3 separate regions of the Triticum aestivum genome follow, and regions 2 and 3 are each linked to region 1. A link is a contact called in public Hi-C data. All regions are on one chromosome and are shown on one strand. The core of a region is the stretch at or near the end of the contact, and the rest is flanking DNA. Distances in the headings are between cores, read along the strand shown. Region 1 holds the start of LOC123097119 (angio-associated migratory cell protein-like). Region 2 has its middle 170 kb from the start of LOC123097108. Region 3 holds the start of LOC123097130 (probable WRKY transcription factor 57).

What was found. Hi-C and Micro-C count contacts between places; a contact is called where the count stands out from the background.
Region 2: a Hi-C map of leaf shows a contact between it and region 1, with 4 times the contacts expected there. The contact joins the enhancer-like site here to the promoter of LOC123097119 in region 1. A contact is called at or near these places in 3 of 5 Hi-C or Micro-C datasets (all in leaf).
Region 3: a contact with region 1 is called in a Hi-C map of leaf, with 2.6 times the contacts expected there. The contact joins the promoter of LOC123097130 here to the promoter of LOC123097119 in region 1. A contact is called at or near these places in 2 of 5 Hi-C or Micro-C datasets (leaf and root).

Annotation. Positions count from the first base shown.
Region 1 is chr1B:612,579,225-612,583,489 of IWGSC CS RefSeq v2.1, reverse strand. It overlaps LOC123097119 (angio-associated migratory cell protein-like), which reads left to right and starts at 2,138. Exons shown (of 11, transcript XM_044518875.1): 1 at 2,138-2,296; 2 at 2,397-2,444; 3 at 2,576-2,620; 4 at 2,795-2,914; 5 at 3,214-3,359; 6 at 3,486-3,633; 7 at 4,035-4,118; 8 at 4,223-4,265. The coding sequence starts at 2,197.
Region 2 is chr1B:612,402,575-612,406,839 of IWGSC CS RefSeq v2.1, reverse strand. No RefSeq gene overlaps it. Among protein-coding and RNA genes, the nearest start is that of LOC123097108, 170 kb to the left of the region's middle. Within about 2 kb of position 1,924, at least 1 of the 8 cell types and tissues checked has an H3K27ac peak or open chromatin away from gene starts, as enhancers often do. A contact at or near this core is called in leaf, where this site is marked.
Region 3 is chr1B:612,719,281-612,723,545 of IWGSC CS RefSeq v2.1, reverse strand. LOC123097130 (probable WRKY transcription factor 57) reads left to right here and starts at 2,050. Exons shown (of 2, transcript XM_044518882.1): 1 at 2,050-2,730; 2 at 2,865-3,412. The coding sequence starts at 2,273. The coding sequence ends at 3,069.

The sequences.
Region 1 (4,265 bases), core at 889-3,388:
GCCATTCACCAGGAAAGATGGTGAGCTGAGCTTGGCGGAAGTGGTTCGAGCTACACGGCGAGGATCGACACGCCGGTGCGCTCCCCTCGGGAGCCGACATCATCGCCGTCATAGGGCCAACGTCACCTCTGCCGACACTATCGTCCAAGACAGAGATGCGCACACGATCTCCAGCCGACCCAACACCACCGGTCGTTGCCGCAGAGCTCCGTATCGATGCAAGTTAGAGTTGTAGATCTTTGCTCGTCGCTGCCGAGATCGCCCCACTGCCATCTCGCCGGAGGGAAGGAATGGTCCTGTTGCACCGCTCAGGAAGCAGCGCTGCCGTCGGCCTCCTATGGACTCTCCACCAACACGCGCCCAAACAGGGGAAGCACACGCACAGAGAACCAGGATGAAGATGAATATGATATGTGGGGCAGGGATGTCAGCGAGGGTAGTCTGTGATCCCGGACGGGATGGATAGTTTCCCTGCGTGCCAAACAGGTCTAGGGTCGAGATTGACCGGGATTAATGAGGACAGGGTATAGACTCAGGGATTTGAAGGTGGAGGTTCGTTTCCGACAAGTTCTACAACCTGAAGGTTCAAAATAGACTTCACTCTTGGCAGAAAGACTAGTTGCACAAACATATGCTCAGTTGGCTTGTAATGTAGTCTAGTTGCAGAGACATTGATATTTAGTTGGCAGGACACTAGTTGCACACACACATATGCGCAATCGACGCGGTAATGTAGTCTAGTTGCACACATATTGATATTTAGTTGGCAGGACTAGTTACACACATATATGCTCAGTTGGCGCGGCAATATGGTCTAATTGCACACACATTGATATTTAATTGGCAGGAAGACTAGTTTGTCGAAATATCCCCATGCAAGATCTACTTTTAAAGAGCACGTCGCGAGAGTTTCAACGGTGAAATCGGATCTGAATTTCGACATGCGGTTTAGAAGATACGTTTTTTATAATTTTAAAAATCAAAAATTACTGCACAAGGGACGAACATGAGGAACATTAATGCGGTGCCATGCAGACATCCATCACATAAAAAAAACCACAAATGATTAATTAGCGGTGTTTTTTAGCTACAGGGATGATTACGTGCACTATGCGGCAAAAAAGCAGCAGCCGCCCAGGATCACAGAGGCGGTGGGATGTAACTGTGGATTTATATTCCCGTTGTACTGCTCGATATAGGCTGATTTCGTAATAAGTCTAGTTCGGGTTGGACAATACCTGCGAAAGTTCTATGTAAATCCTTCTTGCTAATTATCTCTGCCCCCCCTTATTTTAGGGGGGTGGGCCCCATCACCATCTTAAGTCCAATAGCAATCCTTCACATATGCCTGCCCGTTAGGCGTTAGCTTACGTAGAATATCTATTCGTAAGTCTAGCATTGCTCGTACCTGTCACTAGGTTGGACTAGATTGGTTAAGCGACCAGGCTAGCGCGAGCACTATGTTTCCCTTAGTGGAAGTCTTAGTACGACTCACGCGCATCAGTTCCCTGCGTGGGCTGGCCTATCTCCGCCGGTTTTTTCTTTTCTGTTCAATATTTATTTGTACGTTTCTATTTTTCTTTCTGCTTTCGTTTTTCTTTTCATTTCATGTTTAATTATTTATGGTTTTTATTACCTTTTATTTTTACTCGGTGAATGAATTTTAAGATTTGAAACTTTTATGAATCATGGGCATTTTTAATCTGTATATTTTCCACACGATGATCAATTTATAAAATCCTAAAACATTTTCCAAAATGAAATATTCAAAAAAATTGAAAATTTTAAATCTGAAACATTTTACAATTTTTAAATCTGAACCTGTTTCGAAATCATGATTTTTTTAAAAAAACTAAAAGTTATTTAGTCATGGAACTTTCAAATCTGAAACTTAGAAAAAATAATGAACACATTTAAAATCTTTTAAGTTTTTATAAAAATCATGAACATTGCTTACAAAATAAAAATAAAATAAACACCTTACCTAACGTCAAAACGATTCTACCGTGTCAGCTGGGCCAAAAAATGAAGAGCAAACAAGCTTTTACCATGTATTGGGCTGGCCCATGCGGAATCCTACTGTGTGACTCGGTGAGCGAGCGGTCTCCCTCGTGCTCGCTTCAATACATAGGGCGACCCCCAGGTAGGGCTTGCCCTAATCCTCAAAAAAAAAAAAGGTAGGCGCTCACAGCAACGATGATCCGTGCGGCGGCGGTCATGAGTGAAGGCTCCGAAGGGGAGGAGGTCTTCATCGACGACGATGACATCATCAATGAGATACCCCTGGACGAGGAAGGTCAATACTACTACCTATACAAGTAGCATGTCATACACAGAAACAGCTTGTAGTCTCTCCTTACTTCTGCTTGCTCCGTGCTTAATTTTTCCTTGCTCAGATCTCCCCGACCAAGACGATGATGACGAGCAGGACCAAGACATGATGGGTATGTGCCTTTTCTGTTACTACCTTCGAACCATAAAAAGTGTCGGAGAAAACAACTACAGTAGTTCACGTGCAATTTAGACAGTATAATGTGCTAGTAATTCAAGTGCCTTTTAATTTATGTTGTTTCAGATGAGGTTGAGGATCATTCAGCATATGCATTTCATGGGCATACAGGCAAGATCTCGCTGAACCAACTAGCTCACAATGTCTTGTGACTATGATTTATTGTTTGCACTTATACGTTTGATACACCAAGCAATTTGTCGTCTCTTGTATCGTCCGCTTCCAGAACACCTTTGCATTGAAAATCACATATATTAATAGCTGCTCTTGTTATTTTGGGTACAGATGAGGTATTTGCTGCTGCGTGCAGTCCTGTAGATGCATCACTTGTTGTTTCTGGAGGTAAAGATGACAGAGGGTTTCTTTGGAGGATTGGATCTGCAGAGGATGTTCAAGAGCTGCCTGGTATGCTGACTCATTTTCTTAGTCTAATTGGGACATTCCTTAGTCGATTTCTTGTATGTAAATGTTTCTCGGGACTTTCCCTATGCTTATCACTTTTACTATTAGTTCTTAAATGTGCTGTTTCTATTTCTGTTAGCTGTAACTCCAAACATATTATATATTGCAGCAAGTCTTCTTCTTTGTTTTTTTAGGAAAATCTTTATATTTATGTTCCTGTTGCATCGGCTTTTGTACCTTAATTTGCGGATGCATCGCTAGAATTGTCTATGAAGCTTATATAATATCTGGTGCCGATACAGGACATAACGATACTGTCAGCACTGTGGCTTTCAGTTCAGATGGGAAATTAGTGGCTTGTGGAAGTATGGATGGACAGATAAATGTATGGAATACAGCTACACGAACACTTCAGGGAACCCTTGAGGGCTCTGAATCAGGCTTTGAGGTGAGATGACGCTGATCACTTTAATCCGTTTAGCTGAACATACCCCCTAACTGTTTCAATTGCAAAATCCGTGTTTCCTGCTGTTAAACTGTATATATGATTAATTATATGCCTCTGGTTTTGTAGTGGCTTAAATGGGATCTGCGAAGTCACGTTATAATTGCTGGATCAGAGGACTTCAACATATGGATGTGGAATGCGGACACCAATGCCTTTGTGAATACATTTGCTGGCCACAGTAACACAGTGACATGTGGCGATTTTACACCTGATGGTACTGAGTAATTTTCTCTAATGCTATTTAATTTGATATATGTTAACGTTATGAAGCTACCTCTTAGTACGGTATAAATATATCACCCCAGTCTGGACATGTGGCGATTTTGGAACGTAACGCGTGAAAATTTTCACCTTATGTGACAATCTGTTTTTAGCTATCAACATATTTGTTCAGATTTCAGAGGAACTTATGGATCATGGTGTATTTATATTTCTGCTACTAACTTGTGTTCTAAGTTAATCTCAGTGAAACTAGAAGTTGATCTTAAATGTAAATAACAGAATGACTTCTATGATGGTTTAACATCCTAGATCCATTTTCACCAGCTTACTTGATGTTCAGATCCCCAATGTAGCATACCCATTTTTAGCTAATTCACATGTTTCCTTTTGAAGGTACGCTTATTTGTAGCGGATCAGATGATGCAACACTAAGGATATGGGACCTTGAAAGCGCACACTGCAGACATGTTGTTGGAGGTAAATTATTGTCTATTTTGCAATTACCATATATTCATATTGTTGTTTTTCTGTGTCCTCTGTTAACCTGAATGGTATTTTCTGACCGTTTTACCGCCATCCAGGTCATGGTTATCATACTCAAGGACTGACATGTTTAGCTATAAC
Region 2 (4,265 bases), core at 675-3,174, 180 kb after region 1:
AAAATTTCTAGCTTCGCCACTATTCCTCGGTGATCTTTTACAGTTTTGTTTGCAGGAAGGATCACCATCGATGCCCGTCACGTCACGGCAATCGCCCGAATCTTTCTATGTTTGGCGATCACACACGCAGCTCGCTGACCTCTATTTTATCATCCGTGGGCCGTGGCCTGATCGACTCGCTTTGGCGGCTCATTCCTTTCCTGTTTGTGTGTGTGCTATGCCCTCCTCACTTGCTGCTCGATTCGGCATCTCGGCGATGGCATCGGCTGGTGCGCGCGCGGCGGGTGCGTGGTGATGGGCGCGCGTCACGTCCGCCCACCCGTGCACCTTGCCGTGCCGCCCTGCAGTCCTGCAGACGCAACTTAACTTGGGCACGACAGCAACAAAAGTGGTACACCACCAGCTCTTAGGTCAACTCCACCGCACGACCCATTCTGCCCGGATGTGTCCGTTTGGAGTAAAGCAGACATACAAGACGGCCCAGCGCGCAGGCGCAAACGGACTTTTGTCCGTTTTCTGTCCGCTTTGGACCCATTCCCGGCCCAAACTTGGTCTGATTTTGGGGGTCAAAGCGGACATAATGCGGACGTTTTTCTCGCCCGTGCGTCCGGTTGCGTCCGCGCATGCAGATGATGGCCCCATCTGTCATCGAAACAAAAAGGGACCCACCACCCACCCACCCATCTCTCTCTCCTTTTCACCCACCGCCCCACCAACCACACAAGGCCGGCGCGCATACGCACCACACGGCAGGTGGCGGGTGCGATGGGGCGGGCAGGCTGCGGTGGCGCAGGCGAGGGCGGGCAGGACACGGCGGCATGGCGGATGGCGGGGAGCGGCGAGTACGGCAGGGCGGGCAGACCGCGGAGAGCTCGGCTGCGGCAGCAGCAGTATGGAGCAGGCGTGGGACGCGGTCAGGGCGAGGCGAGGCGCGGCCCGGCTGCGAGCGCGGTGAGCGGGCAGGGGAAGGTGCACGCGTCGCGCGGCAGAGCGAGCGGGCGTGGCGACGTCGCGGAGACGAGTAGGGCGCGACAGCCAGGCGAGGCACGACGAGGAGAGCATGCGGTGCGTGCGAGTGTGGCAGATGCGGGTCAGACAGGTGAACGTGCGTGCGTGCCCGTGAGCTAGCTAGATAGCTTCAAGCATGCGAGCGTGCGTGCATGCCGGCGGGCTTGCTAGCTAGCTAGCCTCTGCGGCCGTGTGCGTGTTCCGCGTGTGGGCTAGCTAGCCATCCGCTGCCGCCGTGTGCGCGTTCTGCGTGCGGGCTAGCTAGCCAGCCGCCGCCACCGTGGGCGCGTGCAGCACGGCGAGCGGCGAGCGCGGCGGGCGGCGGGCAGCACGGCGAGCGGCGAGCGCAGCGGGCGGCACGGCAAGCGGTCAAGCTGCGACGCGTGCGCGGTTTGTCACTGACGGGCGAGCACGGCGTGCGGGCTGCCGCGGTCGGCCTGGCGAGCGGTGGCCTCTTGGGAGGGTGATGCCGGCTATCTTTTATGTGTTTGAAGAAATGACCGAACCGAACAATATTTGGTATGGGTGTGCTGTGGTGGGCGCCCGACCGACGCAAACCCAAATCTGGGCGGACACGACCCCATTGGCACCCTCAAACGGACAAAATCCGGACAAAGCGGACGTCTGTTTGGGGTCGTGCGGTGAAGTTGGCCTTAAAATTTCCTCATCGCATGTGCAACGTCGTCGGCCACTACTGCCTCCCTAGCTCTCTTCTCGGAAGGCTCCGGCCGGCACACCTACGCCCACGGGCGTGCACGCATGCACACGCCGACAGCAATTTGTCGTCGGAACCGGGGCCGGGCCCGGGGTGTCCACTCCACGTCGCCGTCGGCTGTCGCTCCCGCCCCGATACGATCGAAAAGCGGTGGCGCTGCTGGATCCTCGGGTCAATCGGTTCATTTATCGGCGCCGCTTTCGATTTGTTCACCTGGCCCGGCCGGCCGGCCGGCGTCCCTGTCGCTCGAGGTTGGCCGGCCGTGTTGATTTCTTTTTTTTAGCAAAAGAGGGTTTCCTTTCCGATTTCTATTAAAAAAACCAACAAGCATCCGACAGGTTACAGTTCATAAACTGATCTTGTTACAGCCCAGACATAGATCAAAGCAAAGACAAACATAGATATAAAAACAGGGAGGTCGTTGTCTAACAGCAGACACTCGAACTACTACGAAACGATTTGCTGAGAAGCCCACCCAGGCTTCCACATCCTGAGCCAATTCACCAAAAGAGAGACTTCCTTCACTTTTGAATTCGAAGAACGCCAAAACGCCACCCTTGTGCCGCCTTGTAAACATCACTTGCTACTTGCTCGATGAGTCTTGCTCCCATCATCAACATTCTTTCCTCTGGGTCCTTTCTCTGCAAAATAGCCCAATCAGAAATTCAACCACACATCATTTTCACAATCCCCATTGGCTGAGTAATATTTTTTCTATCAAGGACAATATCGTTTCTACACCTCCAAATTACCCAAATTATTCGGGCTACAGAGCATGAAAAAAATAGATGATCAATTGTTTCATCTTTGTCACACAGCACACAATATTTATCTCCCTTCCAACCTCTCCTTAATAGGTTATCTCTAGTAAGGACACTTTTTCTGGCAAGAAGCCACAAAAAAAACTTAATTTTGGCAGGTACTTTGGTTTTCCACAGAAATTTCCTGGGAACCCCACATTAGTCTTAATCAGATGCCTATACAATGGTTTGACAGGGAATTTTCTGTCTGTAGTCAGCATCCACATAGGTTTATCACTCCCACTATACATCAAGACTTCCTCACATCTCTCTCTCATACTATTTCAAAGTTGTTCAGTGTCTCCAAAGAGAGATCTCCTGAAAGTGAAACCACCACAACCTTTATCGATAGCTTCTCTAACTAAAATTCCATGGTCATTTTTCCCAACTAATGAAGAATAGAGAGGGATAAGCCTCTTTAAGTGGTTTATCTCCTACCCACCAGTCTTCCCAAAACCTGGTATTTTTTCCATCTTCCAACTTTTTCTTAACATGGGGATAGAAGTATTTTTTAACTTTCAAAATGTTAGACCAAAACCGGGAGTCTCCGTTTTTATGTTCAATCCCAGAAAGACATTTGTTTCCAACATATTTCTTCTTAATAATCCCCAGCCAGAACCCCTCATCATTCTCTAATTTCCATAGTCATTTAGCTAATAAAGCAATGTTAAACATTTCAAGGTTTGTAATCCCCAGCCCCCCTTGCTGTTTTGGGAGACAACAGGTTTTCCAGTTTACCAGATGGTATTTTCTCTTATCTTCCTCAGCTTGCCATACCATCCTGGCTCTGTAGAAATCCACTTTTTTTCTGACTCCAGCAGGGAGAAGATAAAATGACATCATATATATAGGGATATTGGAAAAACAAGACTGCACCAAAGTAACTCTACCTGCTATATTAAGCAGTCTACCTTGCCAACAGGCACATGTTTTCTCGATTTTCTCATTTACATTTTTCCACATGCTGTTCCTGATTCTTTTAATGGACACAGGCAAACCAAGATATTTCAGAGGGGTTTCCCCCATGATGCAAGTGAAAATTTTCTGGTACAAATCTTTTTTCTCTCTAGCTTCTTCAAAGAAGATTTTTTTCACTTTTATGAAAGTTTATTGTCAGTCCAGACATCTGCTCAAAAGCAGTTAATATAAATTTAAGATTTTTAGCAGAATTTTCATCATCTTGAATCAAAAAAATGATGTCATCAGCATATTGCAACATGTTGACCCCCATTCTCATGGTAATCAGTAAAGACTCCTTTATAAAGCCCTCGGTTTTAGCTTTGTCTAATATAATGGCAAGAGTATCTACTTCTAGGTCAAAAAGCAGGAAGACAAGGAATCTCCTTGTCTGAGCCCTTTCAAGTTTTGAAGTAAGGACCTACATCCTCATAGACCTTAACACCCACATGCCTCCCCTTATAGTGTGCATCATCCAATCACACCATTTATCAAGGAATTTTTTAAGTTTCAGCATCTTATGTACAGGCCGTGTGGATTCCTGCCTATCCACACACACACAAAAAAAACAATGCATGGCTCCAGTGCGGCGACAAGGGGGGCGTCGCGCTCGATCGACTAATCGATCCGAACCTGCCACGAACGCCGGCTGGGCTCGAACTGGTGGCCAGCCGCACTCGCGCTAGATCGATCAGCTTGCGCGCGCATATCTGATAGTAACGCCGTCTGTGCAGTTCATCTTGTTGACGTCTGCTCTCCACGCTGTCGGAGTAGCACAAGATGGC
Region 3 (4,265 bases), core at 801-3,300, 140 kb before region 1:
ACCAATGTGCTAGGGTTAGGGCATAACGTAATCTTTGTGTGACCAATCACATGAACTCGGTGGGACTGATTTCAGTAATGAGCACACAGGAAGTTGGTCAGGCAAACTCGGTGGGACCGATTCGCTCACTTCGGTGAGATCGAAGCATTATGAAAAGGAAACAAGGAGTTTGCATTGCAGACTCAGTGGGACCGATCGCTCATTTCGGTGAGACCGAAACGTTATGAAGGGAAACAGAGAATTTGCAATCCCATCTCGGTGAGACCGAGATCCATATCGGTGAAACCGAAGTGACTAGGGTTTGTGGCAGTGGCTATGTCAAATGAAACTCGGTGGCGCCGGATAGATCAAATTGGTGGGGCCGAGTTTGACTTTTAGGTTTAGGACATATGTGGAAATGAGGAAGTGGTTGAGGGTTTTGGAGCATATCACTAAGCATTTTGAGCAAGTAAGTCATTAAGCAACACCTCATCCCTTTTTAATAGTACTGGATTTCCTAAGGACTCAATGTAATCTTGGATCACTTAAATAAAAATGTAGAGTATTGAGCTTGTTGCCAATATGTGTCCTTAGAATTTTGAGGGGTCCACATCTCTAGTCCATGCCATGCCAATCATTGAACTTTCTGAAATGATCATCTTGAAAGAGCATTAGTTCAATGAGCTATATGTTGTTAAGAATTACCAAAACTACCCAGGGATTAGTTGCACTATCACAAACCTGACCATGGCATGTCCGCATGTGCTATCAGACATCCCTAGGTACTCGTCCCATGAATCAGCGGCCACACCATATGCAAGCATCCGCAGTGCGGCCGTGCACCTCTGATGACAAGAGAACCCAATCCTTCCCACGGCATACTTCTTAAAGATGAAGTAGTCATCAAAGGATCGGATGCAATGGTACAAACGATCGAAGACATTTTTTGCACATCCAAAAGCGCTAGTGAAAATTGTCGGCGAAGAGAGCATAAGGGGCAAAGTAGTCGTCCATCACCGGCAAATGGCCGCGCGCCGGTTTGTAGTTGAGCACACGATGACCCTTGGTCAATCCCTTGAAATCAAGAACATGCTCTGCTGCATGCTCCGCGTCTGTAAGCACCGCATACATCATCGCCGTCTCATTCGTGTAGTCATGCTCGTCGGACTGAGTCGGAAGACTCAACATAGTGCTCATATATGTACTACATATCTGAATCCATTGCTTCAAAGAAGAATGGACACAAAGTTTAGCTTGGGCAATTCACCGAACAATTGTCGGGCATGGTGAGCATCGTAGGAGCGGATGGTACCTGAGCGGCGGTCTGAGGAGAGGTGTGGAACGACGGCGGAGGAGAAGTGGCATGGAGCCCATGTGTACCGCTGGAGGTGACGTCTTCGTCGAGTTCCGACAGGGGTCCGGCGTCGCGGTCGGGGTAGTGGAGCAGCGGCTAAGGCAAGAGAGAAAAACCGAGGAGAAAAAAAGGGAGAATGGAGTCAGGGTCCGCAGGGGTTTGGGTGGGTTGGGGCTGGCAGATTCCTACGTGTCTACTGTCCGGACTCCCGCAAAGCCCCCCCCCCCCCCCTCCCAAACTTTGTCTCGTGTTTGCCGAAAAAAGTACGTTCGGATTGCTCAGCGGACCGTTACAGACCCGCGCTGGATGGCTTTGTGGTCTAGACTGTGCAGTCCGAACGATCGCGGGCGGTTTGAGTGTCCGCTTTAGAGATGCCTAATGAAACTAATTTGGTGTTGTAGATATCAATATATTTTTCTATAAACTTCCACGAAACTTTGTACAATAAAAATATACTTACTTTGTATAAACATGTAGATATTGGTCGTTGTGGGCCGATTTAGAATGTGTGGGCTTTCCACATCAAGTAAAGCTGGTCCAGAAAAGAGATTTTGAGCACAACGCAAAGAATGCGGCTTGATTGCTTGAATTGAGTCGGATCGGAGGGACCACACACACTCCTACGTGGCCAAAGAAGACCTTTCTGCAAGTCTTTGTTCCGGAGACAATTCTCCCACCCTGCCATAAGTGGCACGCGCGCGCTCGCACGAGCCTGCGGCGGCGGGCGGGCAACCCACTCACCATCGCCGAACCTTCTCAGCACGAAGCTCACCGGGAAGCCGCCCAAAATCCCCAAGAGCTCACGACCAGCGCCTCCTCCTAGTACAAATCTACCCGCGAAATCCACTCCCCAACCCAATCCATGCAGCAGCAGCAGCGCACCGGCGGTTTAGGGGGTCTTATAAATACGAAGCGCTCTCGCCGGTGTCAAACTCGGTCATGGCGGCAGTCGGAGCGGCACCACTGCTCTACCAACAGCAGGCGCAGGCGGTGGGCGACGGCTGCTACTTCTCTTCCATGTCCTCCCAATTCTCCCACGGGGGAATCAGCTCCACCTCCTCCAGCCCGGCCTCCAGCTTCTCCGCCGCGCTCAGCGCCACGCCGGCGATCGCCGCCGACCCCGAGGCGCAGTTCGACATCTCCGAGTACCTCTTCGAAGAGGGCGCGTTCTCCGCGTCGCTCACGCCCGTCGTCCCCGTGCCGGCCGTTGCCGCGGCTGGTGCGAGTTCGGCGACCGCGGTGACTGCGAGGAGCGCTGCCGAGTCGGCGGCGGCGGCGGAGCGGCCGCGGACGGAGCGCATCGCGTTCCGGACGAGGTCGGAGATCGAGATCCTCGACGACGGCTACAAGTGGCGCAAGTACGGCAAGAAGTCCGTCAAGAACAGCCCAAACCCAAGGTTGGTACCTATCCCCAACCGCAAAATTAAACACGATGGAATCAACACTCGTATCAATTGATCAGAAATTCATCGACACATTGCAATTCGGCGTTCCAAGTCCTGACGAGCGAGCATTTGGTGTGTGCGTGTAGGAACTACTACCGGTGCTCGACGGAAGGGTGCAACGTGAAGAAGCGGGTGGAGCGGGACCGGGACGACCCGGCGTACGTGGTGACCACGTACGAGGGCACGCACAGCCACGTCAGCCCCAGCACCGTCTACTACGCCAGCCAGGACGCCGCCTCCGGCCGCTTCTTCGTCGCCGGCACGCACCCGCCGCCAGGCTCACTCAACTGAGTAGACTAGCCACCAACAACGGGGCACGTCGAGATCAGCACGGGGCTTCTATCTCGGCCAAAAGCTGGCCAGCAAGGTGCAGGTGCAGCCACTAGTTCGTAGCTAGACTAGTGTACCACTGGTGGATCATCAGGTTCAGTTTCTCGAGGCGTGGGGCTTTTTTTTTGGATCGATCTGTCCATATAGATCGACCTTTTCTTCTCTCCCCGTCTTGTACTAGTGTCGTGTACAGCAGTGTGCAGTGTGGGCTCGATCACGAGAGCCCTCCCGACGAATGTAACGCACACTCCACTACACTACTAGTGCTACCTACTCAACCGTGCAATAAATATGTACAGAACCATCCGCCTCGAAGAGATCCATCTCTGAGTCTCACGGTTGTACGTGCACAATTTCGACAATTTTTTAGAAGAACATGAAGGCCTCTCCCCGGTTTCATTAACCAGAATGAAACCATAAAGAGTCTTAAACCACTACAAAGGTAGAGTTCATGGTCCAAATTTAAAACAGATTCAGCAGCCCTGCTCGACAAGAGCCAAAAGGGCAAAAACTTAAAAACACAATGAAGGTAAAACATTTGCGCCTGACAGGAGGGGAGGGGGGGGGGGGGGGGGGGAGGGTCACACCATGAACTCGCTCGCTCCCCTCCTCTTGAGTGGTGGTCCCAGGGCCGCCTGGGGCGACCATCAGATAGCGAGGGTAGACACGGGGCTGTTCACCATGGTTTCGCCATCAGTGTCACGCTTCTTGGCAGGAGAAAAGAAGCCGCCGTCTTCAGAGATCTTGAGGTTGTCCCAGCATACACCAGCATCCAATCCAGGGTTATTTGCTTTCAGCCACATGAGATCATCAAGGGTTGCTGAAGCCGCTTCGCCAGAGCACTCAAGAACTCTTTCACTCGGTCTTTGCTTGTTTCTGGGATCAGATTCACCCAGAACTTGAGCATCCTGTGTATCAGCCTCCACACCTGATTAATAGACGTCCAAATGGTGTTATTGAAAATCATAGAGTTCCTATATTTTCATAAACACCAAAGGACAGCAGAACTAACTACGTTTAAAGCTAAATTCTTTTTATTAGAGATCCAAAATCTGGCCACAGACTCAAAGTTTGTACCCCAAGTTCTTTTGGAAAAAGAGATTGACAAACGATCAAATATTCTTGGCTACTACACAGTCAAAAAATAAATGGTGGTT